7 separate regions of the Mus musculus genome follow, and regions 2, 3, 4, 5, 6 and 7 are each linked to region 1. Evidence: chromatin contacts called from public promoter capture Hi-C data. All regions are on one chromosome and are shown on one strand. The core of a region is the stretch at or near the end of the contact, and the rest is flanking DNA. Distances in the headings are between cores, read along the strand shown.

Region 1 (4,396 bases), core at 1,319-3,818:
ACAGGAGTCACGGCCTTCATGCTTGTCATCTACCTGAGTAGACAGTCCCAAATAAGCAATGGCTTTCCCAACTTCTCCATGCAATCATGGTAAAACATACATAATAAAGGAATATAACAAAACCATGTGAAATGCAGAAATCACATACAAAGCCAATAAATCAGACTACACATAAATCATTCAAAACAAATTAGCTTCTGCCTCCTTAAGGGAAAAGAGCTGTAGATATTTATGGGCTATGAAATTAACAGCTTCGTGAAAACGAATCAATAACTTACCACACCGCTGCATGACTTCGTCTTCACATCCAGCTTCACCAGCCCAAAGCCTTCAAAAAGAGAGGGCAAAGATATGATTCTTCTGCAGAAAAGACGTATACCCACACTCAAAGTACTGTGAACATAATCCCAAAGTCCGGGACAGAAATGGACAAATGCACAGCACATGAAGGAACATTTACAAGCAGTCAGCTCTGCTAAGGTGACAGTAGCGCTGCCTAGTGTCCTATAACTGGCTCCACTTCCTGCCGCACCCTTTTCAAGCCATTTTTAAACGTTAGATTAAAAATCAGTTCCTCAGACTGGCCTACTGTTTATGGCAACACACTTAGGACTTTTATCCCAAAAGGGTATCACCAAAGAGCAAGGGGTAGTGGTATGTGCAAAACAATCAATTTTCAAGAAAGCACAAAAATTGACTCAAAACTCTAAGGTTTCCACCTACCCAGAGTCATAACCACAAAAATAAAACAGTAATTCTAGGCAGCTCTATCCAACCATGGTCTGAACTGTCACTTAAAAGAATAAAGTACAGGCTTTCCCCTCTCCCTAGGGGGTGGGGAGTGGGGTGGTACTCGCCTCCCATCACTTGGGAGGCAGAGGCAGGTAGATCTGAGAGTTCAAGGCCAGCCTGGTCTACAGAGTGAGTTCCAGGACAGCCAGGACTACAGAGAGAAAGCCTGTCTTGAAACAAAACCAAAAAACAACAACAAAATAAAAAGAACAAGCTTTTCAATTGTGACCGAAGAAAGGCTAAGAAAGTGGGGTACACATGCAGCTGGCAGAGGCATGAGTGCAGCAGGGTATTCAGTCTAGAAAAGCAAAGCAATTAACTTTTTTCAAGAGGTCCAAGCATATATTTTTCTCTTTTATGTTTAAAAGGGAAAAAAGTCCTTACCAAATCCTTTGTTGAAAATGTCTCTGGCAGCTTTGCCGAGGTCAGCATAGGGTGGAGGGATACACATCGCTAGTCAAAAGAAACATTCTACAGTTAATGTGAGCTACTACTAGGACCTACTGCTAACATTTACATTCAAGCAGTTCAACCGGAGTGGGTTTTGATGCCACTAGAACTTCAATAAATGTTATTCTAAAGTAGCCACCCATAACAAAAACTTATTTCTAAATAGCTATGTGGTAATACAAACCTGGGACATTTCTACCAAGTTTTAAGAATGGGGGAAGCCTTTCTAATTCCTAAACATAAGTGTCTACTGCCTACACAGTTGCCAAAACTCAAGGTGACTGATTTAACGGAGATAAAAACCAAAATTTAAGCTTAGGCGTTCTCCCCTAACAAACCTTTGGGAAGGACTTCCAAAATCAAAACCAACACTCTGGGAACTGGCACAATTGAGACACGGGCAAAAAATACAACCATCTATGTCTACAGCAACTAAATATCAAATGGCACTTTAAACACATTACTACGGTCCCCCAAGTCCTCCGACAACGTGAGGCTTAAGGGCAAGGAATCCGAGCTCCAGGAGCAGCTCATTCATTCTCCAGTGCACATCCACGCCCTTAGGAACACGTGTAATGACCTTGTAGTGCACTCGACCTGTGCAGGCAGACAGCGAACTACTTCCTCTTGCAAAGTGACTGCTCTAACTCTCCGCCCCCCCCCCCCGAACCCCAAGATGGAATTCAACAACTAAGTGTTTTGCTTTCGGATTTGTAAGTAACATATCCAAAAGCCAAGGGTGGGTGCGGCCAAGGACCAACGCCCCAGGCGCGAGCCCCCCTATCTGCAACCCAACAGCCCAGCACCACGTCCGTCAACAGAGTGGCAGTGTAAGACTTAGGGGGCGCGCAAAGAAGCAAACTTTCCAAGTCTTTGCAGGCATCATGTGGGCCACGGCGGAACAAGGTATGGTTCTCTAAAGAGGAACAGCACAGCCCCCATGGCCCCATCGCGCAAACACCTCTTGTGCTACTTACGCCGTGGGCATACCGGTACACAGCACTCAGCCATGGCGAAGTCGCGGGGAAAAGGTGATCTGTGAAAGGGACAAGAAGTGCGGTCAGGGGACAGTCAAAGGGTCCCCTGGGGAGCTCGGACATTAGAGAAAGGGGCCGGGGCCGCTGCGGCCATCTTAGGGGACCAGGGCCGCCCTGAGTTCACTCAGGCTGCCGGCCCGCCCTAAGGCCCCAGAGTCGGCAAGAGGCGGGCACCATAGTACCTGCGGGTGTCCTGAGGGGCGCTGCCGCCACCGCTCGGCTCGCAGCTGAGGCCACTCCGCTATCTGAAAGTTGCGCTGCAGCCACCGCGGCTGGAGGGCGAAGTGAAGGAGACACCGTTGCGCCCCGCCGCAAGCCTGGCCTCCCCCAGCCAGGTCCCCGCCGCGGCCGCCCGGGCTGTCTACCGCGCCTGTCCTTGCCGCTCCGCCCGCTGCCCACTCCCACCTGCTCCGGAGTGACCACGTGGGTCGAGAGCACGGCGGTCTCCTTGGGTGAGCGGTCTCGGACCGTCCGGCGGGGACGGGGCGAGCAGGAGCTGCGGGGCCTCGGGTTAGGCAATGTCCAGGACAGCCCCAGAGGCGAGGACCTGGGAACGGCGGAGGCGGCGCAACGGCACCCGCGCGGTCAGGATGGGAGTGGCCACGCGAGTCGCGACGGGGCGGGGCGATGTGCCCCGCAGGGTCACGTGCACCCTCTCAGCCTCCTCCCTGAGTCCCAGCCTGGAGGTCTGAACTTAAGGTCCGGGTTGAGGGGGATGAAACACTCTCCCCAAGTGCAGCCTCCATGCTCTTCCCATCTCGGTTCACCGCCCACCGCCATGTCCTCCCCTGCTGGGACTAGGCTGGGCTCCAAAGGAACAAACTTGAGCCAGTCTCTGGGCATTTCTCTCGGAGCCTCAGGGTTGCGCTCCTGCAGCCTCCGTCTCACCCATATATGGTATGGGTTCACACACGCGCAGAAGCACATCCTGCTCTAGGAAGAGAAGCTTCCCCTGGTTGAGAGGCCTGGAGAGACAAGGGAATAACTGTAGGATTCATGCTGACCAGTCATTAGAATGCTGCTCTCAAGTTCTTTAGATATGCCAGAAGAGGGAGGGAGCAGCCAGTCCTGATGCCTATACCTGTAGTCCCAGATCTGGGCGGCAGAGAAATTACACCAGATTGAGGCTAAACTACAGAGTGAGGCAAAAGGTTAATAAAGATAAGAGACCGCTGGATAGTGGTGGTGCACACCTTTAATCCCAGCACTTGGGAGGCAGAGGCAGGTGGATTTCTGAATTCGAGGCCAGCCTGGTCTACAGAGAGAGTTCCAGGACAGCAAGGGCAATACAGAAAAACCCTGTCTTGAAATAATAATAATAGAGACCAGTTTGAGGCTAAACTACAGGGTGAGGCAAACAGGATAATAAAGATAGAATCGGAGGCTCAGTGAGTAAGAACCCTTATCTTGCTGTGCATGCAAGGGGACCTGAGCTCGGATCCCCAGCACCCAACACCCACATTAAAAGCCAGTAGTAGTTCCAGAAATAGAAACAAGAGGGTCACGGGGGCTCTGTCAACCTGGCCTGCAAACCGTGTTCTCTAAATTCTGTAAAAGGTGAAGAGCAGTAGACACTGTTCAAAACACACACACACACACACGTCAGCCATACAGAAGATTTAAAATGGAGACAACTGACACTTCAGCTCAATAAACTCAAATAATTTAGCCTGTGGACCTCAATTCCCTCATCTCTAAGATGCTGTTTAATAATCTTCAATAGACATACAGTTGGACTGAGAGCAAAGACACCCACACATATGCACTCATGACTCAATCGTCTCTGAACTCTTCCTCTACTCAAGTACTGTTAAGTCATCACTCTCCTCCTAAGCCGGAGGAAAGATGGCTAGGTGGGCTCCCCCCAATCCAACACCCAAGTTTAAAGTTACACTCTGGTATGTTTCTCTCCCAGGAGCAAGGCTAGCCAGCAACCTCACCTGCTCACAGCTGGAATTGTGTTGTAAAAAGTGAAATGGGAAGAGTCTTTGTGTGTATGAGATCGGGCTCCAGCACCTGACTCATCCCTTCATCCAAGCTCAGGCAGGTTGGTCTGCCATGGACCTGGCCCACGGGAGACAGTCTGCCCCAGCTGTGTGATGCTTGTGGTAGAGTTT
Region 2 (4,396 bases), core at 795-3,294, 1.6 Mb before region 1:
TGGCTTGTATTTATTTCCTTTAATCTTTTAAGTGCTGTTTAGTCTCGGTGTGATTTGCTGTGGATACTCATTTCTGATAAGATGTGATATCCTCCCAGCCACATAGTCCCAGCCTGGAGCGCTAAGTGACTGATAGGGTCTCAGCCTGAGTGGAGCCTAGGGTGGGAGGTGGGGGTGGGAGTGTAGTATGGAGCAGGTGGGAGAGAGCCTGGGGTTGGGAGCCTTTGCACAGCCTTTCTGCCTTTCTCACCTTGACACACCATTTTCCCTTTGCCTTGGGTCAGTCAGAATGAGGTAACCCCAAATTGACAGTAGAAAAGCTACTCCTAAGAAGTGGGAGATTCTGGGCTGGTGAGATGGCTCAGTGGGTAAGAGCACCCGACTGCTCTTCCGAAGGTCAGGAGTTCAAATCCCAGCAACCACATGGTGGCTCACAACCATCCATAACAAGATCTGACTCCCTCTTCTGGAGTGTCTGAGGACAGCTACAGTGTATTTACATATAATAAATAAATAAATATTTAAAAAAAAACAAAAGTGGGAGATTCTGAAGCCGATCTGGAGTATGCTTAGATTGTTCGAATACCTGTGGTGCTGTGTGTCCTAACCGCCTATGTTTATTTAGGGTTTTCAGGGAAGCACTGTAAGATGCATGTTCTGTTATGGGTCTTCTGGACAATAGCAAGCAGCTGAGCTGGCCTAGCCACCCTCCCCACCCTCATCTAAGCCTCATACATGTTAACATATACCAAGCTTCTTTTGATGTTGTCGCTACTAATGGTTCTCTTCTTAGCTTTAAGGTAACTTCCATGCATTCCGAGTTTCAGGGCTGTTTCCTCCTAGTCTGTGTGACAATCAACTCTAAGAATCTGAGGATCCTAGATCTCCTTCTCAGCATCACAGCTTTAGCCTGGACTGTGTGGGGGTGGGGAGAGCAGGACTGGAATTTTATGGCACATGCCCCTGGAAGACAGGCTGCGCAAAGATGCTGATTATCCAGCATCTCTCTTTACAAACCAAGCATGGTGCGGGCTAATCCATCTCCAGCAGTTATTAGCGGGTAGCTTTGGACAAGAGCAGCAGACTCTACTGCTCTGTCTTGTCTGTGAGTGAAGCTTCACCTTGCTTAGTGGCCTGTGTGGTTTAGACATTTGGAAAGCAGTCTATGGTTTCCAGCCCCTCCTCTCCACCACCCTCTATCCCCATCCGCCATATCATTAAGAGGCATCATTCAGTAGCCACCTCTTCCTTCATGCCAATGTTCTTCACCAGCACCAAGTACCCTCCCTGGCACAGCGGCAGGGAGGAGAGCTGAGCTGGCCTGGGAACTCTTGAGCCTACATGCACTAGTGTTCCTGGCCCATTGGGAACCATGGGCAACCAAGGCCTGGGATTTCTGCCTTTCCTCAAGATTCTTGCTGTAGGTGCAAGGATTGGGAACCAGTTAAGATGGTTCATTTGGAAAGGCGGCAGGCTGGCATTTAATCTGCTTCCTCAAATACAACGCTGTTTCTGATTTTGGTTACAAGAAAATTCATTTCAATTGTTCAACCAAGCAAAGTATTAACTCTTAACCAAAATTAACTCAAGAATAATGACGTGATTTTTTTGTGTGTAGATAAATCATTATTTCTTACCTTCCTTAATATGCCAGGGCATTTATATATTGTTCTAGTCTGTTTACAGTGCATGCTCAAGGGTTGGAGCATAAAGCAATATTGCTTCAACCTCCTCTCAGCTGGTCTCACTGACTAACGCATCCAGTCTTTGTCATGGGGCCTCTAAAGACAGCCCTGCCTTTCTAGTGAGTGACTGAGCCTTGAATGTGTGTCCTTTGATATCTTGCCTGTGTTTCGCAGTCTGCCCTCAAACTGTTCATAATCTCACAAGCTGCCTGTATTTGCAGTTGAAGATGAGCAGCCGCCAACCCTGTCACCAAAAAAAAAACAACGTAATGGGGGCATGAGGAACTCGCCCAACACCTCCCCGAAGCTGATGAGGTAAGCAGGCCCCCCTCAACCCCGGCATGGTCACTTCCCCAGCTCCTTCACTGGCTTCCCCACCTGCCCAAGCCCAGGCCCAGACCTCCCTCCCTACTCAGCTCCATGGGGGGAGGGGAGCCAGATCGTTAGATGGCTTCTTAAAGGCTGGAGTATTTATTCTGTCAGCTTGTCAGCAGTTAATGATAGAGCTGAAAAAATTCTGTCACGAAAAACAGTTTGAAAAGCTGTTTGAAAAATACATAGGCTTTAAAGTCTTAGCTGTCACCATGTCCTGTCTGTGTGTAGTTACTAAACAGCAGTGGCACTAATGACGCTGGGAGCCAATCAGAGGGACTCTGTGGTTAGTTTGCCTGCGGCAAGACTCTTTCTGCTGGAGTCCCTCTGAGGACTGGTTTCTGTACTTAAGGCCATATGTGAGATGTATCATCACAATAAAAAATGAACCTGAAGATTACCTTCCTTTTATCCTGTCAATGGAAATCAAATTTCTGCTAATTGATTTTGACTGAGAAAAAAAAAAGTTTAATAATCTGTGGGCTTGCCAAAGCAAAGTTCAGAAGCAATCCAGTTCTGCTTAGGTTAAAAGCAATATTAATTATGGAGCTGGGTGTGCTTCTTCCTTCCTCTTTCCTTCCTCCCTCCCTTCCTTCCTTCCTTCCTTCCTTCCTTCCTTCCTTCCTTCCTTCCTTCCTTCCTTCCTTCCTTCCTCCCTCCCTCCCTCCCTCCCTCCCTCCCTTCTTCCCTTCCTCTTTCCTTCCCTCCCTCCCTCTCTCCTTCCCTCCCTCTCTCCCTCCATCCCTCCCTCCCTCCCTCTCTTTATTGATCTATCTTTCCTTCCCTTCCTCCCGCCCCCCAAGACATCATCTAAGAAACAGCGAATGCAACAGAATTTCAATACAACTCTACAGGTTCCTGTTTGGACAAATTCATCTTGTGTCAGCTTTGTTTCTTTGATTGTCTCCCGACACTACCATCTGTTTTCTCAGACATCCTAATTCCCCAACACTATACATGGCAAAGATTTCAGGGCCTGTGAAGGCAGTCCAAAGGGTAAAAGTATTTATCTTACAAATGTAAAGGCATATCTACAATCCATGGGTACTGGGGAGTAGCCAAGTACAGAAACTCATGGGTAATCCTAAAACTGGAGAGAGGGAGACTGGTAGATTCCTGGGGCTTGCATGCCATCCACCCTAGACTACTTGGTTAGTTCTCACTCAGTGAAAGACTGTCTCCAAAGAAAAGATGGAAGGTGCCCAAGGTATGACACTTGAAGTTGTCCTTTGGTCTCCGTGTGTGTGTGTGTGTGTGTGTGTGTGTGTGTGTGTGTGTGTGTGTAAGAGAGAGAGAGAGAGAGAGAGAGAGAGAGAGAGAGAGAGAGAGAGAGAGAGAAATGGGAAGGGGAGGGGGAGAGGAGGAGATGAGGAGGGAGGAAGGGAGGGAGAGAGAGAGAGGGGAAGGGTAAAGGAGGGAGGGAGAGAGAGAGAAAGAGAAGGAGAGGGAGACGGAGAGGTAGAGGAGGGAGAGGGGAGAAGGAGAGGAGAAGGGAGAGGGAGAGGGGGGAGAAGGAGAGGGGAGAAGGGAGAGAGGGGAGAGGGGAGAGAGGGGAGAGGGACGAGAGGGGAGGAGAGGGGAGAGGGAGATTTTAGCACTGTATATCCCAAATGTTCCCTCTTCGGGAACTATGTGCCTCCCTGACATTGTGTGCCTCTTTCCCAGCCATGGACCCTCTCCCTGTGATTACTGGGATGCAGTATTGATTGTTTCTAATTCCCACTTGTCTGCATTCTTGCTTCCCCTGTGTCCACCTGCCTGGGACATGTCTTTCAGTACTGAGGACATGGATCCTCCTGGCCCCTTCCCTCTCTTTTGTCACAAATACACTTTTCCAATCCTGTGAAAAAGGCCTCGGAGTCCTACATCTCTCCTGTGCCGCCTTGCTGGGGCGCCACTGATTTACACGCATGTTTACGTGTTTACAGTTCATGGGAGGGAGGGAGGGAAGGAATAAAAGGCACCAACTGCCAAGCCACTGGGTTTATGACACCAGTTGTCAGCCAAGCATAGAAGTCCTATTTACTCACCTTTAGGTAATCGGCTTATCTAATGCTGAGAGTTTTCTCCATTTAAAGGAGAGAAAAGCCCAAGTGCTTTCTTTTGCCTAAATTTAGAGAAGCAAATAAATAAATAAAGAGGAATCTGAAAAATGTGAAACCTTGGGAGCCAAATTCCCTGTCCCTGTTTGCTATGTAAAGTATGACTCGCCGCTTTGATCTCGAGTAATAATAATTCTGAGGAGTTACACTGTTTTCATATGCTTCAAAGCTGTGTCAAAGTTTTGCTGCTTAAGGGTACTTCTTTATTCTGTTGGCTCTTGGGTACCAAGATGACAG
Region 3 (4,396 bases), core at 978-3,477, 1.4 Mb after region 1:
ATTTGAACTCCAGACCTTTGGAAGAGCAGTCTGGTGCTCTTACCCACTGAGCCATCTCACCAGCCCCCCAGTCATACTTTTAATCAGGGCAATAAGCCCATACATTAGGGTAGTGCTCTCTTGGCTTAGTCATCTCCCAACAGCCTTACTTCCTGATACCATAATCTTGGAGACGAAGACTTAGAAACATCAATTTTGAAGGAGATACATACATTTAGACCATTGCAAAAGTTGAAAAAAAAATCCTTACTGTTTATGAGTCATCTGATTTTTGACAAGGATCAAAGGGATAAACGTTTTTTCCTTCCTTCCTTTTGATTGTTTTTGAGAAAGGATTTCTCTGTGTAGCTGTCCTGGAACTCATTCTGTAGAACAGACTGAATAATAGACCTTTCAACAAACCTTGCTAGAACAATTGGATAGCCACATGCAAAAGAGTAAAGTTGAAGCTCCAGTTCATATCATATAAAGTGAGTTTAAACTGTGTTGTGGGACATGCCTCTAATTCCAGTACAAATGCCGGTATGGCAGGAGGCTCAGGAACTGGGAGGCTGTCCTGGCTACACAGCAAGGCTAAAGTCAACAAAATCGACAGCACTCAGGAGGTAGAGGAAGAAGGATCAGTTCAAGCTCATCTGTGGTCGCACAGCAAGTTTTGAGGTCAGCTTGAGCTATATGAAGACCCAGCCTCAAACACTTTAAAATGGATCAGAGATCTAAAGAACTTCAATGCTTAGAATATATAAATCTTCATGAATTTGTACAATGTTTTCTTAGATATTACACGAGTAGCACAAATGTTGGCTTTCACACCAACTTGGGCAGCCATGTGCAGAGACTCCCCTTGTATGAAGCACCTAGAGACCTCCAGCTGCCAGGCTCCACCCCACAGGCTACTCGAACAGAAGAGTGGGAGTGGCCAGGCCCCGCCCTACAGAAAAAGAAGCTCATGATCTGGCCACCCTGGAAAGGTCTGCACCTCCCCGCCAAGACACCGGATAGAAAGCCTGCTTTCTGCTCACTTCTTCACTGCTTCTTTGCCAAGTCTATTCTGTAAGGTTTGATGTGTGGTGTGACTCTGCTATTCCTTGGCTCCAGGAATACCAGAGGATTCCAGGATACCTTTTACTTCTGGGATGTAACAATGAAAACAAAAAACTACCTTCTTTCAATTTTTTTTTTTTTTTTTTTTTTTTTTTTTTGGCTTTTTGGCTTTTTGAGACAGGATTTCTCTGTGTAGCCCTGACTGTCCTGGAACTCACTCTGTAGACCAGCCTGGCCTCGAATTCAGAAATTCAACTGCCTCAGCCTCCTAAGTGCTGGGATTAAAGGTGTGCGCCACCACTGCCTGGCTTACCTTATTTTAAATTTTATGTTTCAAATATCAAGTGAAAGTGCCTTGGGCCTGTGAGATGGCCCAGTGGTAAATGGGCCTTGCAGCCAAGCCTGGAAAACACAGTGGCATTCTCTCAACCTACATGGTGGAAAGGGAGCACTGTCTCCTCTTCCAAGTTGTCCTCTGACCTCCACATGTGCCCACACTCAGAAATATATCTTATACAAATAAACTTTTTTAAAAACTGTAGTATAGTGGAATTGGCGTGTGCTGAGGTGTGAAGGCATTTGTCTCCATGCCTTACCCAAGTGTTTACCGTGGAGCCTTATGACCTGAATTCCATCCCTGAAAATCACATGGTAGAGGAAGGGAAACAATCCCTACAAGTCATGCTCAGGCTTACATACCCAAATACAATTTTGTCGTGAAAGTGAAAGCCATGGTGGAGAGCTGGCTCAGTCAGGTGCAAATGCCAGCCTGTAATTCTATCACTGAAAATGCATACGTGAATCCCAGGAGCTCACTGATCAGCCATTCTTGCCTTACTGCCCATCAGTCCCAGTAAGACCAACCTTAAAAAAAAAAAAAAAAAAAAAAAAAAAAAAAAAAAAAAGAGGTGAACATTTGGTTGACCTGTAACCTCCATTCATCACTTCACTATGTCTCTGTGTATGTTTTCTTTCCATGTAAGTGCCTCAAATACTTAGTTCTATATATGGTGAGTTTAACACTAATGGACCAGTAGAACTTTGAACCCTGCTTAGTTTTGTTTAATTCAACTCCAGTTCTGTCTACTCACAATTCCCTATAGTCACATGAAACAAACCTAGGTTCTCAGGATCCCCGGAGGCCTGGAGCTCTCTATCTTTGAGTCCCTCTGCTCCGCCCACTTGCGCGGCTCCACCCAAAGCTGCAGTTCCTTTCTACAGTAGCACCACCTGGAGTAGATTTACCTCGCTGAGATATAGACACGTGTTAAAACTAGCTGAGCCACCTGAGGGGCGCAGCGTCCCGCCCGAGCTTGGGGGCGGTCCAAGCAGCTAGCACCCTCGCGCCGCCCATGCGCCACGCCCTCTGGCTCCATATTGCAGGAAAGCGGGCTAGGGTGTGACGCTGCTTTCTCGTTCAGGTGAGGACTCGCACCCCCTCCCCTTGCTGTTCTTCCGTCGGTCAGTCAGCTCGTTCCCAGTCCCTGGTCTGGTCTTCCAACCGTAGTCGTAGAGCCCCGCGCGTGTCCTAACGAGGTGGGCCTCCGGGTGGCGGACGCGGACTCGGACGCGTTTCGGGTGTTTGGGGTGGGTTGGGCATGCTTTCCCTGCGTGCTGGAGGACTGGGAAGGTCTGTGGGTAAATCACTCTGTTAGGCTTAGAGTGGGATGCCAGGCAGCAGTGGTACCCCGCTTTCGGTCAGTTGGGCCGCAAGTGGCGGACTTAAGGCCCGATGGTGGCCCTGGTGAAGCCCCTTGCCAGAAGGCCGACTAGCAGCTCCGAAAGCTGGCTTTGGCTAGTGACTAGACTTTTTGGTGACACAGCAAATTTAGAGGAACTTGAGGAATTTGTGCCGTGCTTAATGACATCTAGGGCAGAATTCACAAGCCTGATATGTAAGCTCCGGTTTAAAATTCTTGGAAACTATTCCAGTAACAATCTAGATTTTTTTTTCCTTGTCCTTGACCCATATCAGCCGTCTAGGTAAGCAAGATGCAGAGGGGAATGGCTAAACCAAGTGAAAAGACGAAAGGTATTTTACTGTTATCCATTACATTCCTTAATTGCTGCCAGGTGATAGCGAGCCATTCTGATAAAGCAATCTGCCCCAATTACAGTACAAGTGTAGTGAGCTACGGTTTAGGCCAGGAAATCATTAGAAACAAGTGGAGTAAATAATTTTGCTCCCGCAAACTTAAACCACCCTTTAGCCCTCGTGGTTAAGTAGAGGGCTACCTTCCCACGCAGAGGACTAAGCCCTGTTTCCCTGTTATCCTCAGTCATTGCTTTAAATGGCCCTTCCGGAACCTAGAGGCGGCTTTTGGGAAACTGTTTCTGTTCTTGCCTGGCCTAAGTCACACTTCCTGTTTCCCTTCCCAGTTTGTCACCGGTCCCCACCCCCAACCCCACCCTTAACTTCTTAGGCCTCTTGCCAGTTGAGAGACTGACATAGATCCACCCTTTTACTAACTGACTCACTGGGTGGAGATGGTTTGGAGAACCAAGATTGGATTTTCCAAGTTTTTCTAAAGGTTGTTTGTAACATTGTTAAAGGGAAAACAAAAGCTCTGGTTCACTCAGAAGAGTCCTGTTAACTTCAGCAGAGCTGAGTAATTTGTTGAGTCACCCTAGGGTTTGTTAGCCTTTTACAAAAAGTTTAAAGTCTACTTTTTGAAGTGATCACATGAGCAATGTTTAAAGGGGCTAAAAGGCCATGAAAAAATGAGCTGCTTTGTCGTTATACCCCCCACATACACACCCACACCCCACACACACCCCACACACACCTGCATGCACTCTCCCAGTCAGGCTGCACCCTTTTCTGCTTCCCTGTCTCCTTCCTGTGAGCTTGTTTACTGAGAGAAGAAAATGGGTGTATTTCTTTAGCAGAACGCTTGTTTTCCACCTGGCTTTGTTTAATTTACCACGTGTGGTAGATGGTTTTATTAATGGATTTTTTAAAAGGACTTTTAGAAGGTGTATAGTTTATAGCTTCACTTTATGAATATTCATGATTCACTTATCGCTAAGTGATGTTTAGATTATCTTGAACTACTTTTCCTATTACAGATGATGCTATGATGAATAGCCTAGTACCTATATAAATGTGCATTTGTGAAGGTATTTCTGTGACCTATATGGAAATGGCATTTCATTTCTGGTACTTAATAATCTTCAAGGTGCACTGAAATTGTTTCAGTTTTTCATATGCTAATACCTAGATAATCTTTGCTTTATTTATTTTTGTTTTGTTTTAAAAATCTTGGTATAAGTCCTCTAGGCCCTTAAAGGTAAGATTTAATATAGTAGTTAAAATGTAGAAATAGAACTTTGTCATTGGAGTGATTCACTC
Region 4 (4,396 bases), core at 526-3,025, 1.3 Mb after region 1:
TAAACACACAAAAGAAAATAATTTGGAAGGTTCCCTTTGCAAAGAATGTCTATTGGGTTTTCCCTCCTTATTTATTCCAGATCTTGATCTTACTGATGAACACAAAGAAACAACAGATGCTGAGAACGTTGCCCTCCTAATCACTGAGGACAGATTCTGAGAACTTGTGTTACTGAGTAATAAGATACAGAGGGCTTTCTTGTTTCATCCTATTTGGATGCTATAACATAGAGACATGGGCCTTAGTAGATATGTTGGCCCCTGAACCATTCAACACTGCTCGTGTCATACACACAATTCTATCTTTTTGGAAGAAGTGTAATGACTGTGCATATGTATGAGGAGGACACATGAAGGCTAGAGTAAGCTGTACTAGTCAGTTCTCTTTTAATACCTTGTGTGCCCTGTGGTTCCATTACTGGGTTTGGTGGCCTATGCCTTCAGCATCTGAGCATCTTATTAATAACTGTTAAGGACCACCTGTACTTGTTTCTTGACCTCTTGGATGCTGGTCAACTTGGATCTGTTTCTGCAAGTTGCCCAAATTCAAATTCCGAGTATGTACAAAGATAAGGAACTAATTTCCTATTTTCTACCTACTTAGTCTCTGCTTTCCATTTTTTTCTATTTCATTTCTTTATTTACAAGTTTTAGTAGATGTCAGACTAGAAGGAGTCTAATTCCTTCTTTCCATTGTCTCCTTCGGCCATGGGGATTAGTCCTAAGGAACTTAAATCACAGTCCTTGGCTGCAAGCACCTTTATCCATTGAACCATCTCTCTGCCTTCAAATTTATTTGCTCAGTGAATTACGAGAGAGGCAATGGCTTTCCAGGGGAATCTTACAGGTTCTCAGGACACCTCTTGGTGTCATTCCCTACTTCCCTTGATCCATTTTGGTTCTTAAATCGTGGTGCTTAGACTTTTCCAGCTGAATTTATGTGCCTTTGGACTTTTCCAAACTCTCAAAGCAAGAGTTCGAATTCTATGCAACTCTCTAGGGCCCCGTTTTGTTGAGACAGTCTCACTTTGTTGCCCTGAGTGGTTAGACCTAGCTAGACTTGAACTTACAGAGTTCTGCCTTCCCCTGCCTCCTGAGGTCTGGTATTAAAGGGAAAATTTCATTTTAAATGATAATGCCACTCTATAGATTCCCTGATGCTTCTTTCATTTTTCTCTCTGGCCATAGTATTATCACTTAGATTTTGTAGATAAATTGTCATATATTTGTCTAGGCCTGGGAAATTCTGAGATCAAATTACACCTCTTCATTTTCCTGGGCTCCAAAGCGGCCAAAAAACCGTCCTTTTTTCCCCTTGCATTTTATCAACAGCCCCTCAGTTTAATCTGCAACCTCTCTTTACTGGTTTGTCTTTCTGCATGTACGGAATTTTCACCTGATCCCTTGGACTGTTTCCGTTTCTGTAGTAGCCTCGGTAATTTTGCTCAAGTCCCTGGAGCTTGTCCCGCCCCCGCCCCTGCACGCGCGATGCATGACGGTCTTAGCCCCTCTGAAGGGAAAGAGGGTCCGCCATGTTCCCCGGCGGCGCCGCCGCTTGGCTCTGGTAGCCGCCGCCCCCGCCCCCAACCCCGCCCGTCCCGGCACCTAGCCGAGCCCCGGGCCCAGCATGGCCGCCCCGGAGCCGGCCCGGGCCGCGCCGCCCCCGCCCCCGCCCCCACCGCCCCCTCTCGGGGCCGACCGCGTCGTCAAAGGTGAGAGGTACCCGAAGCCTGGGGGCCTGGCGTGAGGCGCGGTGTGAGGGCGGGCGGGAGTCCGTCCCCTCAGGAGCGGGCCTGGCGGGGCGGGCGAGTGACTGGCTGCCTCCCTTGGGGAGTGGCCCCTGGGCGGGTCCCCGCTGGGCCGGGCCGAGGCGTAGGCTGCTCCTCGGTCTCCCGCTCGCCCTGCAGGCCCGGGCGGGCGTCGTGCGCGGGCTGTCGCTAACGCGGGCTCAGGGCCGTCCGCCGCAGTGAGCCCCTTTCTTTCCTGCTTTGCCTGTGGTCGGCGCGGCGCCCGCGTTAAGAGCTTCCGGCTCCTCGACAGCTGCACTCCCGGCTTGCCCGGGCGCACCGAGGGGCCCCGGAACCCCTTAGCCGCACGCCGTTGGACTCGCCCGCGTTCTGGCCCACGCCTGCTCCCGGGTGACAACGCCTAGCTAGCGCCAGCCGCAGGGGGTTTGCGCTCGGCCCTCAGATGCCACCCCGCGCGGAAATCGGGAAAACCGTATGGGACTGGACCAGGATGAAGGATCCCGGGGTGACCTAGGAACCCAGACGTAGCTGCGGGGCAGGGGAAAAAGCCATCTTACAAAGAGGAGGCAAAAAAGTCCCATGTATAGGAAGTGGTACACTTAACAGAAAGGGTTTTACAAGCCGCCTCTAAACACACGACTTACTCTTTAGAAGGAAAAGTGAAATTCTTCTGAGCCAGGGAGGACGTGTGTGTACAGATAAACAGATTTATTTAAATTAAATTGAGAGGCAGTTGAAAGTTCCTTAAAAGTCCAGGCTCTCAGAGAGAGCCCATCTACCACACTAATACTATGGATTAAGAATATTAAGAACTGAAATTATTTTTCTTTATTTTGCAGTCAATAAGCAGAAATCGTAAAATGAAGATTTCGTCATTTAGATTATGCTCATTTTTAAAGTTATTTTAATTTTCAAATTCAGTGTCTCAAGTATAGACTGGCACAGTGTTTAAATACTGCTAGCTTTGCTTTGAATTGTGACCATGGTTTGCCATTAAAATATTTTAAAACAAACCCTTTTCTCGTGTGTGTGTGTGTGTGTGTATGTATGTATGTATGTATGTGTGCTGGTTTTTCGAGATAGGGCTTTTTTGCGTAGTCTTAGCCAGGAACTTGGAAAGTAGGCTGGTCTGGAACTCAGAGATATGCCTGCCTCTGCTTCTTAAGAGCCCAATCAAAGGTGTACGCCACCACTGCCCACCTGTGTTTTTTCTGTTTTCAATCTGCACTTTAGGTTCTTAAAGCATGACATATGTGGTTGGGTTAAGCATTAGAATGAACTAAATAGGACTGGAGTAAGAGCGGGTAAGAGCACTGACTGCTCTTCCAGAAGTCTGAGTTCAGTTCCTAGCAGCCACATGGTAGCTCACAACCATCTGTCATGGGATCTGATGCCTCTTCTGGTGTGTCTGGAGACAGTGACAGTGTACTCATATACATTAAATAAATTTTAAAAAAAGAATGAATAGGTTTTTTTCTCAAAGATTTATTTTATTATTATAAATAAGTAGACTGTTGCTGACTTCAGACGTACCAGAAGAGGGTGTCAGATCTCATTTCAGATGGTTGTGAGCCACCATGTGTTTGCTGGGATTTGAACTCAGGACCTCTGGAAGATCAGTCAGTGCTCTTACTCGCTGAGCTATCTCACCAGCCCCTAGAATGAATAGTTTATGAGCTTCTTTTTCTGGGATTTTTTTTTTTCTTGAAGGATAGAAGATCAGGCATTGATCCTATTAATTTCTGTAATTGTATAGGTGGGGGTTGAAACAGGCCATTGCCTGCTTCTTCATTTTCTTAACTATATTTCCTGTGTGCTTATTTTTCTGGATACTTTTCACCAGAATAATAGCTGACGTAACTAGTCACATTCCCAAATCATGTATTTATGTTGTCCTTTTGTGAATCTTGTTCCTTGTCATTTATGTAGCAATCTTTTTCTCATACTGCTTTAATGAAGGAAAAACGAGTTGCAAGCAGAAGGCAGATTCTTTAGGGGTGAGTTGTGAGTCTAATACATAGCCATTTACAGTTTATTGTTTTGAAATGAAAACCATTTTCTTAGTAGGAAAGGAGCTTGTTTGGGAAATTTCAGTTATAAACGTATGGTTAATGCATGTTGTGTATTAGTTGTATCTTCTTCATGGTGACAACTTTCATTTCTATGTGGAATGTATTAGAATTCCTGATACTGTGGTCACATGCCTTTAATCCCACCACACTGGAGGCAGAGGCAGGAAGTTGCTGTTAATTTTGAGGCCAGTCTGGTCTACATAGCAAGTTTCAGGCTAGCCGGAGCTACATAATGCACCCTGTCTTAAAAGATAAATAAGTAAAACAACAACAGCATGTAAGTAAAGCTCAGGTTTTGTAAGTCCAGGACACTTCCCTAGCTTTGCATAGACTCAACATCATCAGATTATGAGGAAACTGCCATTAGAATTGAGTACAAGTAGTCTTTTCCTCTTTGGAACTTTTCCTTTTTTGTCTTTAAATTTTAGACTCAACGCTTCTATTTTAAAGACCTTTATTTTATGGACATGTATTATTTTTTTCTTTTTAGATTGATTTTCTTTTATGTGTATGGATGTTTTAGGCATTCATGTCACCATATGTACCACATGTGTATAGTGTCCCATGAAGCCAGAA
Region 5 (4,396 bases), core at 710-3,209, 1.2 Mb after region 1:
CAGGGCCTTCATTTTCAAAGAGTCAGACTCATGTTCCTCAGTCACAGGACCTAAGCAGCTTTGTTAAAGCAACACAATCGAACCTGAAGACTGCTCATTCCCTTCCCTAGCTCAAAACATACCTTGAGGAGGTGCCTGCTGATAACCTGGCACTGGGCCATTGTAGGCTCCATAGGGAGTAGCAGGGGCTGCAGGTCCTGGTTGCCCACCATAACTCGACTGATGATACCCTGGGTAGATGGGCTGGTTCTGCCCATATGGTGGAACAGGTGGAGCTGACTGGTTGACATTCATTATGAGAGCATCCCCGATTTGATCTCACCTATTGAATGAAGGAAAAGAACGAAATCAGTCAAAACAAACTTTCTACGGAGGGAGCAACTATTCAGGGAAGGAAGGAAGAGATGAAAAGGGATTGACCTTATCAGGCTGTGATCAGTTGAACTATTCCCACACTACTACAGGATCTCAGAAACTTCCTGCCCCGCCAGTATGCAGTCACTTTCTTCAAAGCAAGGGTTTTGTTACTGTGAACCCCATGTTGTGTCACTGCCAAGAAGGTATAAATTTCAACTTCAGACAGACTTAATGGAACAGAACAGCAGCAGCCATTCTCCAGTGGTATGACTTTCAGTGTCCAGGCAGTCACACAGAGTCCTCTGCCTGATAACTACCATGATGTTACAGGTAAATAAAGCAATGTTTCCACTTTCCATTCATTGTATCTACCACCAAGTCATCCATTCATCCCCCAAAACAGAATAACTTCAAATGTACTAGGTTTTGTTCAAACACACACACACACACACACACACACACACACACACACACACAAAGAAAAACTGTAAAGTAGCTATTTGGGAGAAACAGTATTCTTTGTCTGACCTACAATAATCCAAATGTTACTCTGACCCCAGTCTTTCCATGAACAGAATGTATTAACCTCACAAATGAAACATTTAAGATAAAAAAAAAGTAGCAATATTCCATGGCAAAGGTCATTCATCTCATGTCTCAAGCAGAGGACTATGGGTATTCTACATCCAAGAGCATGCCTGTAATTGTTTCTGTTCTAAGGTTTGTTTGATAGGTCGCTATCAAACTATTGCAATCTTGCCCAGGAACAGAAGGATGAGTTGGAGGTCCTTTTCAGGGGTCATTCCAACAAGGGGACTGGAGATCTAAACATCCTTCTAGTTATTATACAGGCAGAAGAGGCCCAGGAAGAGTGAGACCTCCTTTCAGGTGCTGCAGTAGAACAATAGGTTTCTCTTTGCTAGGAGAGCCCAGAAGCTAAACCGCTGCCGGACTGAAAACTCTGTAAAGTCAAAGCCATTTTAGAACAGTCCTTCCAAACGCTAAACGTTGCACATGCCACCAACATCAAGCCTGGGAAACGTCCCTCTCCCTTTAATTTCCTGAAGGAGGCTGAGGGACCGAATAAGCTCAGAGTCAAACTCCAATCTTGACTCCATTCTAGGGGGATAGCCGAGGGTGACAACCGAAAGGGGCGGGGCAAGCTTCCTAGAACTCTGAAAGTACCCGAGATGCGGAGGCTTGAGCGCTCCAGAGATCGAGATCCGGAAGCCAAGCCAGCCTCTAGGGCCACGAAGAGGGCCGGTTCACTAAGCAGTAAAGACCAATCCTCTAATGCCCTTCAACATGCTGGGAGGGCGAAGCGAGCCGGAACCTGGGCCAGGAGGTGAAGGGAGGGGTCCGGGGACCTAAGACCGATCGCCGGCCACAGATGCGAGAGGTGAGGGTCTCTTTCTAGGCCCCGCCTCCAGGCTCCTCCCTTTCCTCTAAAACCGGACAGCGATCAGGCCAAAAATACCCTGGCCTCTCCTCAGCATTCCTCCCCACCACGCAACCTCGCGATGCCACTCCTCACCCGGCTCCAGATCCAGGTTCGACTTCGTTCCTAACGTCAAGGCTCCCAGGCTCAACTTCCGGTTCCGAGGGGGGGGGGGCTGGCGTGCCGTCCCCGGAAGTTCCGCCCCATGCTCTAGGGCTAGGCCACTCCTTCTGCCACGTCGGCCTTAGGCACGCTTCCGGAAACCCGGATGTTGCGCATGCGTATGTGGTGTATCCCGTCATGGACGCAGTCTGTAAAGTATTGCTGAGTTTCATGCTTTTTTTTTTTTTTTTTTTTTTCTTTCCTTTCCAGATTTTTCCACATTTTCCAGACTTTTTTTATGGCTTTACCAGCTGAGAGGGTATTGAGAAAACTAGGTCAGATTATTTTTAGTAACGCTCCCTTCGTCGTGTGTTGACTTTAAGGACAGCTAGTCTTGTATCCACTTCCTGTTAACCTTTCACCCCGTTGATTTGCGTCCCTACGGTAGAGCTCACCCTGACCTTTGAGCCACACGTGGTAGTGGTAGGGTGGGTTCTAACCCTCGACTTTGGGCCGATTAGTTCAATGTTTGGACAACTTCTGCCCCGGTTTACTTCTTTAATGAAAAGAATTCGTGTCGAACAGTGAATTGGGATGAATTTAGAGACGTTTCCTAAGATTGTTCAGTATAATGTTTATTCAATAAAGATTAGTTACCATTTTATGCCTTGCCCTTTTTTTAATAGAGGTAACTCTACCAGAATATAAAGACCTCCCTGCTCTCTGTTAAAAGAGCTACAATTCTTTCAGTAATCATAAGACTCTTCAGAGAACAATGTTAACTAATAAATGATTATTGCTCTTTTATCCTCTAATCAGTTTTTTGAGACTGGATCTCAATTTATAGGCAGACTATCCTGAAACTGGATATATAACCCATGATCACCGTGAACTCCCACTTTTTATGCTTCCAACCTCTCCGTTGCATGCATTGGAATTCTTTCTGTGCTGTTATGCTTTAAGCACTTCTTTGGGCCAACTTAGGTTCATGAATAGAGTAGGCAAACTGTTTTGTGGGGTTTTTTCCTACGTAATGGTAGTTACACAGTAATGCATGCTTAGAGAAAAATGGGCATTTAAGTTTGCATGTCAGTTACTAACCAGTCAGTTGTTTCTGTCTAGCTTGTTTTAAAATGTCTTATGTATGGGTGTTTTGCCTGAATGTGTATCTGTGCACTTTGTGACTACAGTACCTGCAGAGGCCAGAAGAGGGCACTGGATCCCCTGGAACTGGAGTTAACAAATCTTGTAAGATACATGGATGCTGGAAATCAAACCCAAGTCACCTGGAAAAGCAGCCAGTGTTCTTTGTCACCAGCCCTGTTTCTATCCACTTTTAAAATACTGTCCGTGGATCCTAGTATCAGTATCAGCTGAGACTTGTTAGAAATGTAAATTAATATCTTTCCTATTTATTTGGGATTTTTTTTTTTTTTTCAGAGACAGGTTTTCTCTGTGTAGCCCTGGCTGTCCTGGAACTCACTCTGTAGACCAGGTTGATCTTGAACTCAGAAATTCACCTGCCTCTGCCTCGCAAGTGCTGGGATTAAAGGGTACATTACCACCACCACTTTTATCCACTCTTATGACTCTCTCTCTCTCTCTCTCTCTCTCTCTCTCTCTCTCATAGGAGGTCTCACTGTATAACCCTCCTGAATTCATTGTGTGGATCCAGCCGGTCTCCAATTCACAGAGATCCTTCTGCTTCTGCCCCCAGCGAGCTGCGATTAAAAGCATATGCTACCAAAGCTGACTAGAAATGTGCTCTAATTCACCTACATGTAGTTCAGTTTTGGGGACGGGGCTCAGCAAACAGTACTCCATTACACCAAGCTTGACAAATGACTCCCTCCTGGTTGATTCTCTTGCTGACTAACAGTTGTCAGTTTAAGAATTTGCCAAATGCAGATAACATTTGTTGAGCACTTGAGCTGCCCGAGCTTGAGCCCTCCCTCACCTTAGCATTTCACATGATTTATCCCATTCATATTTCATCACACCATAAGGAGGCAGATATAATCTGTCTTGCTTAAAGTTATGCACTCCTAATAAGAGCTAAGATTCACAGCTTAAAGATGGAGGCTATAAATTGCATTTTAAATTTTCCTATAACTCAACTTTGCACTTAGAATGGAGGCAGAGACAGGAAGATCAGAACCTCAGGCACACCTTGTTTATCACAAGTTCAAGGCCAGATTAGGCTATATAAGACCCTGTCTTTTTTTTTTTTTTTTAGATTTATTTATTTTATGTATGAGTACACTGTAGCCATCTTCAGACACACCAGAAGAGGGCATCAGATCCCATTACTGATGATTGTGAGTTACCATGTGGTTGCTGGGAATTGAACTCAGGATCTTTGGAAGAGCAGTCAGTGCTCTTAATCTCTGAGCCATCTCTCCAGCCCCAGACCCTATCTTTAAAAACAAAGTTCAAGTTTAGCTTGGGCTGTGTAGTGAGAGCTTGTCTCAAAAAGGTAAATAAATAAAGAGAAAAAAC
Region 6 (4,396 bases), core at 1,049-3,548, 1.1 Mb after region 1:
ACTCTGACAGTGACACACCTAATCCAACAAGGCCACATATCCATATATCCACATATCCACTCCCTGGGCACCTATACAAACAGAACCCACCATATCCAACAATTTTTTTTTTATCGTATATATCTGTCTCTAATTGCACTGCTATCAGGCTCCCTGGTACTAGTTGCAAGAAGCTGTGAGGCAGCTAGGATGGTCACTGTGGAACCCAATGTCAGTCCTCTACAAAAGTAGCAAGTACCCTTAAATGGAGTCAGCTCTCCAGCCCCTAAGTATATTAACTGTACAAATAAAATAATATGTATCTACAGAATCTCTGGGTATCAGTATATGCACTTGCTTCAGTAAGCACTTTGGACAGACTATTTGTGAAGTATGCCCTCACTGAATACAGCTGATGGCAAAAAGGCTCTGCATACACAGACTTCATTGCTACTTATGTATCTAAAAGCCAAAGGACTAAATGATGTAAAGGACTTGAAAGGCAACAAAAGACATTCAGACTTGCTCATCAAAAGCATATTTGGACTGGGCAGTGGTGGCGCATGCCTTTAATCCCAGCACTTGGGAGAAAGAGGCAGGCGATCTCGGAGTTTGCGACTGGCCTGGTCTACAGAGTGAGTTACAGGACAGCCAGGAATACACAGAGAAACTCTCTTTCAAAAAAGAAAAAGAAAAAAAACAAAAAAAAAACAAAAACAAAACAAAAGAAAGGAAATGAAGAGCATCCCAGGAATAAAGAACTTCCAGGGTTTGGGGAGATTATAGAGCCCAAGAAAGGACGTGCTCAGGTTGGCTCAGAGGTTGGGTGCTTGCCCAGTGAAGGGAAAGGCAGAGATATTCCTCTTCAGGATGGGGCTGGAGGTGTGAGGAGAAGCAGCTAATTAGAAGAAATGGCCAACTTCTTTTTAGAGGATTTTATTTCAAGACAGCATCCAGAATACGATTCATTCAAAAGAGCAAAATTAAGTATTTTGCCTCATTTTACCCTTCAAAAACTCGTAGCAATGCAAATGCAAACCGCAAACCTCCCAAACGTGCCTCTCTGTATAGCTTTTGGAAATGAGAGTTCATTGAAAATATTTCTCCATTTTCAGATGAGATGAGATTTGTTGGGAAATCTCTGTAACAACTTGGTCATCTTGTGGGGAGATAAACTCTCGGACTGTCCCAGAGACTCCTGGATTGATCTCATCTTCCTGGCTTCCTGAAAACACAACAGAAAACAGAAAACAAAAAACAAAGTCACAGTTCTTTAGCTTATTCTGACCTAGACCCATAATTTTTATAATATTCCAAACCCCAAGAGACCCTGCCTCAAGGAATAAAGTGGAAGAGGAATGGAGGAAAATTCCAGACGTTTACCTCAGGCCACCACACAGCACTGGTGCCCACAGATGTGTCCCTGCATTTTCAAGCACGCAAGCACTTACACACATACACACACACACACACACACACACACCCCAAACAAACAAACAAAAAACCCAAAGGAACAAAAAGGGGATTTAAAGGGATTGGGGATGTACAAATGATTGTTATCATCTCAAACTACTATTCTGGCTAGCAAATTAGTGAAGATCAACCTATGACAAAACTTAGCTTTTTCTCACTTTGGTGAGGGTGAGCCAGTCACAGATGAATGGGAGACTCTGTACATAATTTAACACAGGGCGGTGTGAACCATTTCTTTGCGTTTGGTTTTTTTTTTTTGGTTTTTCGAGACAGGGTTTCTCTGTGTAGCCCTGGCTGTCCTGGCACTCACTTTGTAGACCAGGCTGGCCTCGAACTCAGAAATCCACCTGCCTCTGCCTCCCAAGTGCTGGGATTAAAGGCGTGCGCCACCACGCCCGGCTTGAACCATTTCTTTGTATTCCCCTTTCTTTTCCCAAGAAGGCACGCTAGGAGCCAGACATCACCTGAGCCCTGGAAGAACAATCGAAGAAGTCCTGGATCTCTTTCCTGCACGCCTCGTCGCGGAATTCATTCTGCTTCCAGCAAGCCATCATCATCGACATCTCCGTGATACAGGTTGCCTCTGGAGGGGAAGAACTGGGAGACCTTCAGCCACAGGGCGACCTAACACCTCTCCCCCGAGATTACCTAGCCGCCCCCGCTCCAAGTGCTCACCTCCCTTTTCTCTACGTCGGTTCCCGACGCGGTTAGCTAAGATAAGAGGCTTGTTGGGTTTCAGTATAGGTTTTCCCGGGTTCGCAAACCGCGCCAGGCGGCCGCGTAGACTGGGCGTCGCCATTTTGCACAGCGTTCCCAGTAGGCTCCGCGGCGCCGTGCGTGACCCCTCTTGACCTCTACGCGCTTGGCGTGCGGACAACGGGCAGCTGTGCGCGCACTTTCCGGGTCTTGGCCTCACGGTGACACTGGATTCGAACCCCGTCGGGCCGGCAGCCGACAGCAGGTTAGGATGCTATAGGTTGTGCGCGCCCTTTGCGTGCTCGGGACCCGGCAGGATTCAGGGGCCCCGTGTCCGCGGCTGCCACTTATTTGTGAGTCGGTGTCTGCGTGTGGGCACCACGTGAGTGCCGCGTCCGTGGCGGCCAGGGGAAGGCGTTGGATCCCGTGGGGCTGGAGTTAAGGATTTTGGATTGCAAAGGACTTTTGTTTTAACAAGTCTGTGAGAATGATGATTCCTTTTGCCAGGCGGTGGTGACGCTCGCCTTTAAATCCCGGCACTGGGGAGGTGGGGAGGCGGGGAGGCGGGGAGGCAGGCGGATCTGAGTTTGAGGCCAGCCTGGTCTCCAGGACTGCCAGGGCTACACAGAGAAACTCTGTAGCAGAAAAACCAAAATAATAAAATGGTTGCTTTTTACAACTCTTACATGGACTGCTAGGTAGATACTGTTTACTCGTTTGGAATGATCGCACAGTAGGGTGAACGTTGTAACATTTACGTGTGACATACACAACATTTAATATTAGAGCAACTATATCACTTCTTTTTATAGACCTCCAGTTGTGATTTGTTGGACTTGAGTGTTTGACTTAACTGTTTACAAAACCGAATCAAAAGATGTGCTATATATAGATTCTTTGGTATTTGCAAATGAATTCAAGACATTTCTGCTAATGGAAGCGGAATCCAGCAGTCCTGTAGTTTATATGATGTCTACTTTAGAGCAAGGTATATTTGCTGACATTTTTTACCTCAGATGTTTGGAATTCTCCCTTGATAGCCTACGTGGATGCCTTTCTTCCGGAGTCACATAGCTAATTCAGGAGGGAAATTCCAGGAATGGGCCTGACCAAAAAGTCCATCTTTTGGTCAGTATTTAGTATCTAATAAAGCTTGCTTTAAATTTAGCCCAAAATGGTGGACTTCGTTTTTCTGGCGAATCCCAAGATTAACACTGGGTTCACATCAGAGGGGTTTTCCCTCTCTTACCACACCCTACCGGCAGCCATCAAGGCACCTTTTTTATTGTCACACACATTTATATTGTTTGTGACCTTATGTACCCCAACATCTACTTTGAAATCTTAGCTAGCTCAGGGTCTGGAGAGGTAGCTCCGTGCTTAAAGAGTGTTTTTAGCTCTTCCAGAGGACTGTTTGGTTTCCAGCATCCACGTTGCAGGGCTCATAATTACTTCTACCAACACCTCGAACGCACACATGGGTAAATTTCTTTTCTTTCCCAAACTTTAATTTGCATTTGCTAACAAATCTTTTTTATCCACTTTACAAAACTATGGAACACTTCACGAATTTGCGTGTCATCCTTGTGCAAGGGCCATGCTAATCTTCTCTGTATCGTCCCCGTTTTAGTATATAGGCTGCCAAAGCGAGCACGGAAAAATATTTTTAAATATCTCTTAAATGTTTAAAATGAGACGAGCCTTTGTGTATCTTGTTCATGCTAAAAATAGCTATGCCAGGCGTGGCATATGCCTACAATCCAAGCACTTGGGAAATTGAGGCAGGAGACAGATTAAAGAGTTTGAAACCAGCCTAAGTTACATATAATGAGTACTTGGCAAGCCAGGGCCATATAACATGACCCTGCCTTAATGAAACAAACAAAAAATAAATAAAATAATGAAATGAGAAAGGAAAAGTGTTTACCATTATTTTTTACAAGTCTCCAATTTTATCACCTCAATCCCCCAAAATAAGCAAATACAGGCCAGCAAAATGGCTCACTTGGTGAATAGAGGTGCTGCCACTAAGTCTGTTGAGTTTAGTCCTTGAGACCACATGGCAGAAAGAAAACTGACTCTTATGATATATACAAGTACAGGGTAGTACAAGCTACTACACACATACACATAATAAACAAATGTAATAAAGAAACCATGTAGAAGACACTGGAAAAATCAGTTTATTATATAAAATGAAACCTGAGATGATAAAATAAACACAGTAACACTTGTGTTCTAGCCATAC
Region 7 (4,396 bases), core at 1,318-3,817, 1.1 Mb after region 1:
TGATAAGCTATGCTCTGTAATCAGACAGACTCCAGATTTGGTGCAAGCGTTCTTCCCCTGCTGAGCCTTAGTTTCTTTACTTATCAAAGGATGGATGGTAAGGATTAAGATACCATATTAAAGCACTGAGTAGGCCCTCAAATGTGAGAGTGCTGTGTTTAAACGTTAGCCTCTCCTGTACCAGTCCTCTCAAGGACACAGCCAAGTGTGTGCTGTGAATTACCTGTGTTCTCACCGTCCTCTTCTGTCTGTCCCACCTCCTCTTCTGTTTGACAGGGGCATTAGGAGACTCCAGCTGGAGGTTGAACCTTCGCAGCCAGTGACTCTGGAGGGCCTGAGTGACAGCGGCGGTCCTGTTCGTTTGAGGTTTAAAACAATTCAATTACAAAGCGGCAGCAGCCAATGCACGCCCCTGCATGCAGCCCTCCCGCCCGCCCTTCGTGTCTGTCTCTGCTGTACCGAGGTGTTTTTTACATTTAAGAAAAAAAAAAAAAGAAAATAAGATTGTTTAAAAAAACGGAATTCATACCATGATGCGTTTTAAAACAACTGATAGCCCTTGGCTTGCAAGGAGACAGGAGTTTGTGTGATGCTCATCCAGGCATGAACAGTGGGCTCACCCACCAGTATTGAAGAGGTGAGCTTGGCCTCAGGCCCCCATGGATTCAGGGGGACCAGGCAAGGACTCTTGACAGAGCTTTGGTCATGGACAAAGCCATGGTGTGGTTGCAGCCCCAGAGGTGGCCTGATCACCCCAGTTCTAGGAGTGGACTTCGTCAGACCATGCATTGACACCTAGTATGAGAAAGACGCAAACACCGTGGCCGCTGGACCTACATTGGAGAGAATGCAGCACTGCCAGCCTGCTGTGTGTGGAGGCAGCTGTGAGGCGTGGCCTCAGGACTGAAAGCCTGGACTTTGCTGTACCGGTCCAGTTAGCGTAGACAGGAAGAGAATTGGTGCTGCAGAAGTGTGTCCGCCAATGAGAAACCTCGAGTTCGTCTGACATGCACTTAACTCATCCATTTCTAGAGGATGCACAATGCACGTGGGCCTGAGACTGAGGCCCGATTTCTGCTGGTGGAAAGGGGGAGGGATTGCTACTTTGTTTCCTGTTGGTTTTCCTGACATAACAAGGAGAGATCCAGAAGTCGTTGGCCAGGGCTCCTTTTGCCACTTTTGGCAGTTGTTTGTGTGCTGATCTGGACCATCTTTGTCTTGTATTTTCATGGTGGTGGTCCCCATGCTGACCCTCATCTAGGCCTGGGCCCTCTGCCAAGTGCCCCTGTGGGATGGGAGGAGTGAGGCAGTGGGTAAGAGTTGGTGGTTGTTTCTATGCATTCTGGCTGCCCTCTGGGCTGCCTCCCTTCTTCCCATGCTGCACGCCCAACTCTTTCCCTGGGTTTGAGATCGAACTGACTGCTTGGGTGAGAAGTGTCCTCTTTAAAGAGGCTCTTTATTGACCAACCGAAGTATAGACTTTTCTGCTGGACAATCTGCATGGGCATCACCCCCTCGCCTGCATGTACCCACAAAGGGGTCCAGAGCCAAGGCTCCTGCATTCATTGTCCCTCTCTGTGCTCAAGGAGGTCCATTCCAGGAAGAAAAGGTCTGTACCTTAGGCAGATAACAGAGAAGATAATGGAAGAGGCAATTGGTCATAGTCTTGGTTCCCTCCCACCAAACAACTGCACATTATCTGCATTGGGGGGGGGGGTAGATTTCAGCTCCTTGGGTGACCTTCAGGAGGCACAGGAGCTGGGAAAAGAGAACTACAGAGTATGGAGCCAGCTGAGAAGAGAACAAACGCATGGGTGCTGGTGCTTGAATTTAGCCAGGCTCCTCAAGCACTTGTGCATGCCTCAGACCCTGGACCCTAGACCCTTCCTGCCCTGCAGCCTGCAGTGCCAGCCAACAGATACCTTCATCACAGGGTTTGGTTTTGCTGGCTTGAAGACAACAAATGGTCTTAGAGCTCTTTGAGACCCATAGCTTCATGTGGCTGCTCCAGCCCCACTTCTTAGCGTTCTTACTCCACTTCTGGGGCTAATGTCAGCATCTATAGACTATTAATAGACTATTTAAAAAACAAACCACCTTTTAAACAGGAAATGGAAGGCATTTGATGCAGAACTTTTGCATGATGACATAGAAATAATTTAAAATAGTGTTTGTTCTGAATGTTGGTAGTCCCTTCATAGCTTTGTTACAATGAAACCTTGAAGATATTTAATAAAATAACCTTTAAACAGTCCATTGTGTTATTGCTGTTGGAGGCTCGTAGCCGTGGGCTTAGATTTTAGCAGCCTGCGTGACAAGGCTTCACTAGGAGACGAACATCTTTTTGCCCATTCCCTTGGGGAGCAAGGAAGAAAACTTCTCATAAACTCAGCCTGGGCTGCTGTATTGGGGGGTGGCAGGGAGGAAGTAGCCTCTTAGGCGGTGGGCCGAGTCTTCGCCCCGCCCCAGGCGGAGGTGGCCCCGCCCTTGGTACGCGGGCTCCCTCCTCCGCGGGTCTGAGTGGACAGGCCTGGGCCCTGGGCCCGCCCCGACGCTCCGCAGACTGTGCCACCCGGCGTGGAGGACGGGGTCCACCCTGGTGGGCTGAGCGCGAGGCCGGAGGGCTGGGAGGCTGCGGCTGGGCTGAGCACTGCGGAGGGCCGTCGGCTTATCCCAGGTCCCGGTCACGCAGCGGCCACGCTCGGGGAGCGCGCGGACCTGAGCGGGCACCACGAGCCGCAGCGCGCCGCCTCCCCCTGGTGGGAGCGGTACTTGAGCCCGACTGCGGCGGAGCGTTCGCTCGGAGATGGCGGAGCCGCCGCGACGCGGCCCGAGGCCCCGCGAGCAGGGAAGCCGGGCAGCCCCGGGACGCGGCAGGGCCCGGGGACAGCGGGGACGCCGCCCACTCCACCGGGTGAGCCATCTTTGAGAGCAGTCTCCCGTCCACGGTCGCCCTCGGTTTTCGCGATCAGACTTCCTGCGAGTGTCGCCACCGAAACCACCCGCAGGGTCGTCCTGGGCGACCACCCATCTGGCCCTGTGCACCCTGCCCCGAGTCCCAGCCGCTGGCCTCCCCTCAGTTGCCTTATTCTGGCCACTCCGCCCAGGGCACACGGGGTTCTTAAACCCAGTGCCTGTCTGGATGCCAACTCTCGGCCGCACCCCTGCCCCTTTCCCTCCAGCTCCCCCACCTGTGGGCTCCCCATTTCCCGTAGTTCCCGCAGGAGGGTCCTTCTATCCTCAAGGTCAGGTCCTTCCTCCCACAGCGTGGCCCCTGTTGTTTATTCCAGTGGTGGGCCCACACCTCCAGCCCACCCTGACCCTGTATTTGCTGCCCACTTTGGCAGACGACCCTTAGGTTTCTCCTTCCTCAGAAACTTTCCACTGCCACACACATGTTCTTCCTCCAACTTAGTCATCCCACTGCTCCCCCACCAAAAGTTCTCACATGATCCCCTCTCTAAATCTCACTGGCTTCCTCTAGGTATGAAGCTAAAATACAGTGGTTACAACACAGGAGGTTGACAGGCCTGACCTTTGAATCCCAGTTCATCCACAAACGGAGCTTTGTAATCTCGGGTAAGTTACTAAACTTCTCTGGGCCAGAAATTATGCGTGTGTAAAATGGAACTACTACTAGTTATATGTGTTTTCATAACTGTTAGAGCTGACATTAAATACAGGTGCTTCTTGCATTTACTGATAAACTTTTAAGATATCCTAAACTACTGACCACAAGAGCTTATCAGTTTGTGCCCTCTGCTCAGTGACGCCAGTTGCTTCACCTTCTGTTTGTGTGGCTGAGCAAGTACTTGCAGTGTGTCTCAAATGAAAAGTATTGTTGGGGCTGGAGAGGTAGCTTAGTGGTTCCAAACTTCCAAAGGCCCTGAGTTCAGTCCTCAGCACCCACATGGTGGCCTACAATCTGATGCTGTCTTCTGGTGTGCAGATGTACATGTAGACAAAGTACCTATATCCATAAAGTACATAAGTAAAAATAAACAAGAGAGAGAGAGAGCCGGGCGTGGTGGCACACACCTTTAATCCTAGCACTCGGGAGGCAGAGGCAGGTGGATTTCTGAGTTCGAGGCAGCCTGGTCTACAGAGTGAGTTCCAGGACAGCCAGGGCTACACAGAGAAACCCTGTCTCAAAAAACCAAAAGAAGAAGAGGAAGAGGAGGAGGGGGAGGGGAAGAAAGAAAGAAATAAAGAAAAGAAGAGAAGAGAAGAGAAGAACAACAACTACTACTACTACTACTACGGTGTCTGCAAATCCACTCCCTTAGGAAAGGATTAAAACTCTAGGACCTGAGGTTGGAACTCCTGGGAGAGCACGTGCCTAGCCTGTGCAAGACCACATATCCCATCACTGGCACTGAAAACCAAAACCCACAAC

What was found. Promoter capture Hi-C pulls out the DNA fragments that hold promoters and counts their contacts.
Region 2: a contact with region 1 is called in a promoter capture Hi-C map of hippocampal neurons, with 4 times the contacts expected there. The contact joins the enhancer-like site here to the promoter of Vdac2 in region 1. A contact is called at or near these places in 10 of 39 promoter capture datasets (the 3T3-L1 cell line, cranial neural crest, frontonasal cranial neural crest and 6 more), 2 of 484 Hi-C or Micro-C datasets (cumulus cells and stem cell-derived motor neurons) and 6 of 115 datasets of contacts at active chromatin or transcription factors (differentiating embryonic stem cells, embryonic stem cells, epiblast stem cells and 3 more).
Region 3: a contact with region 1 is called in a promoter capture Hi-C map of hematopoietic stem and progenitor cells, with 3 times the contacts expected there. The contact joins the promoter of Anxa7 here to the promoter of Vdac2 in region 1. A contact is called at or near these places in 2 of 39 promoter capture datasets (hematopoietic stem and progenitor cells and pre-B cells) and 1 of 9 other capture datasets (liver).
Region 4: a promoter capture Hi-C map of pre-B cells shows a contact between it and region 1, with 7 times the contacts expected there. The contact joins the promoter of 1810062O18Rik here to the promoter of Vdac2 in region 1. A contact is called at or near these places in 2 of 39 promoter capture datasets (liver and pre-B cells), 2 of 484 Hi-C or Micro-C datasets (CD4 T cells and embryonic stem cells), 1 of 115 datasets of contacts at active chromatin or transcription factors (bone marrow-derived dendritic cells) and 1 of 9 other capture datasets (adipose tissue).
Region 5: a promoter capture Hi-C map of pre-B cells shows a contact between it and region 1, with 5 times the contacts expected there. The contact joins the promoter of Sec24c here to the promoter of Vdac2 in region 1. A contact is called at or near these places in 3 of 39 promoter capture datasets (the C10 cell line and pre-B cells) and 1 of 9 other capture datasets (liver).
Region 6: a promoter capture Hi-C map of pre-B cells shows a contact between it and region 1, with 5 times the contacts expected there. The contact joins the promoter of Chchd1 here to the promoter of Vdac2 in region 1. A contact is called at or near these places in 11 of 39 promoter capture datasets (the 3T3-L1 cell line, 3T3-L1-derived adipocytes, the C10 cell line and 7 more), 2 of 484 Hi-C or Micro-C datasets (LSK cells and erythroblasts) and 2 of 115 datasets of contacts at active chromatin or transcription factors (epiblast stem cells and pancreatic cancer cells).
Region 7: a promoter capture Hi-C map of pre-B cells shows a contact between it and region 1, with 4 times the contacts expected there. The contact joins the promoter of Ndst2 here to the promoter of Vdac2 in region 1. A contact is called at or near these places in 9 of 39 promoter capture datasets (the 3T3-L1 cell line, the C10 cell line, the HPC-7 cell line and 6 more), 2 of 484 Hi-C or Micro-C datasets (the G1E-ER4 cell line and embryonic stem cells), 1 of 115 datasets of contacts at active chromatin or transcription factors (astrocytes) and 1 of 9 other capture datasets (adipose tissue).

Annotation. Positions count from the first base shown.
Region 1 is chr14:21,829,733-21,834,128 of GRCm38.p6, reverse strand. Vdac2 (voltage-dependent anion channel 2) reads right to left here and starts at 2,568. Exons shown (of 10, transcript NM_011695.2): 1 at 2,462-2,568; 2 at 2,220-2,278; 3 at 1,177-1,245; 4 at 279-328. The coding sequence starts at 2,253.
Region 2 is chr14:23,383,864-23,388,259 of GRCm38.p6, reverse strand. It overlaps Kcnma1 (potassium large conductance calcium-activated channel, subfamily M, alpha member 1), which reads left to right. Exons shown (of 28, transcript NM_001253364.1): 20 at 1,907-2,000. Among named protein-coding and RNA genes, the nearest start is that of 5430425E15Rik, 120 kb to the left of the region's middle. Within about 2 kb of position 2,044, at least 12 of the 459 cell types and tissues checked have an H3K27ac peak or open chromatin away from gene starts, as enhancers often do. A contact at or near this core is called in second pharyngeal arch cranial neural crest, where this site is marked.
Region 3 is chr14:20,477,964-20,482,359 of GRCm38.p6, reverse strand. It overlaps Anxa7 (annexin A7), which reads left to right and starts at 2,227. Exons shown (of 13, transcript NM_001110794.1): 1 at 2,227-2,465.
Region 4 is chr14:20,543,672-20,548,067 of GRCm38.p6, reverse strand. 1810062O18Rik (RIKEN cDNA 1810062O18 gene) reads right to left here and starts at 1,775. Exons shown (of 6, transcript NR_033571.1): 1 at 1,724-1,775. Ppp3cb (protein phosphatase 3, catalytic subunit, beta isoform) reads left to right here and starts at 1,495. Exons shown (of 14, transcript NM_008914.3): 1 at 1,495-1,712. The coding sequence starts at 1,628.
Region 5 is chr14:20,671,884-20,676,279 of GRCm38.p6, reverse strand. Sec24c (Sec24 related gene family, member C (S. cerevisiae)) reads right to left here and starts at 1,959. Exons shown (of 23, transcript NM_172596.2): 1 at 1,892-1,959; 2 at 123-322. The coding sequence starts at 294.
Region 6 is chr14:20,700,929-20,705,324 of GRCm38.p6, reverse strand. It overlaps Chchd1 (coiled-coil-helix-coiled-coil-helix domain containing 1), which reads right to left and starts at 2,298. Exons shown (of 3, transcript NM_025366.3): 1 at 2,128-2,298; 2 at 1,917-2,035; 3 at 900-1,204. The coding sequence starts at 2,251. The coding sequence ends at 1,091. It overlaps 6230400D17Rik (RIKEN cDNA 6230400D17 gene), which reads left to right and starts at 2,226. Exons shown (of 1, transcript NR_029446.1): 1 at 2,226-3,313. Gm25328 (a small nuclear RNA gene) reads right to left here and starts at 3,802; the gene lies at 3,696-3,802.
Region 7 is chr14:20,732,733-20,737,128 of GRCm38.p6, reverse strand. Ndst2 (N-deacetylase/N-sulfotransferase (heparan glucosaminyl) 2) reads left to right here and starts at 2,567. Exons shown (of 15, transcript NM_010811.2): 1 at 2,567-2,914; 2 at 3,485-3,579. Camk2g (calcium/calmodulin-dependent protein kinase II gamma) reads left to right here. Exons shown (of 21, transcript NM_001360186.1): 21 at 277-2,256.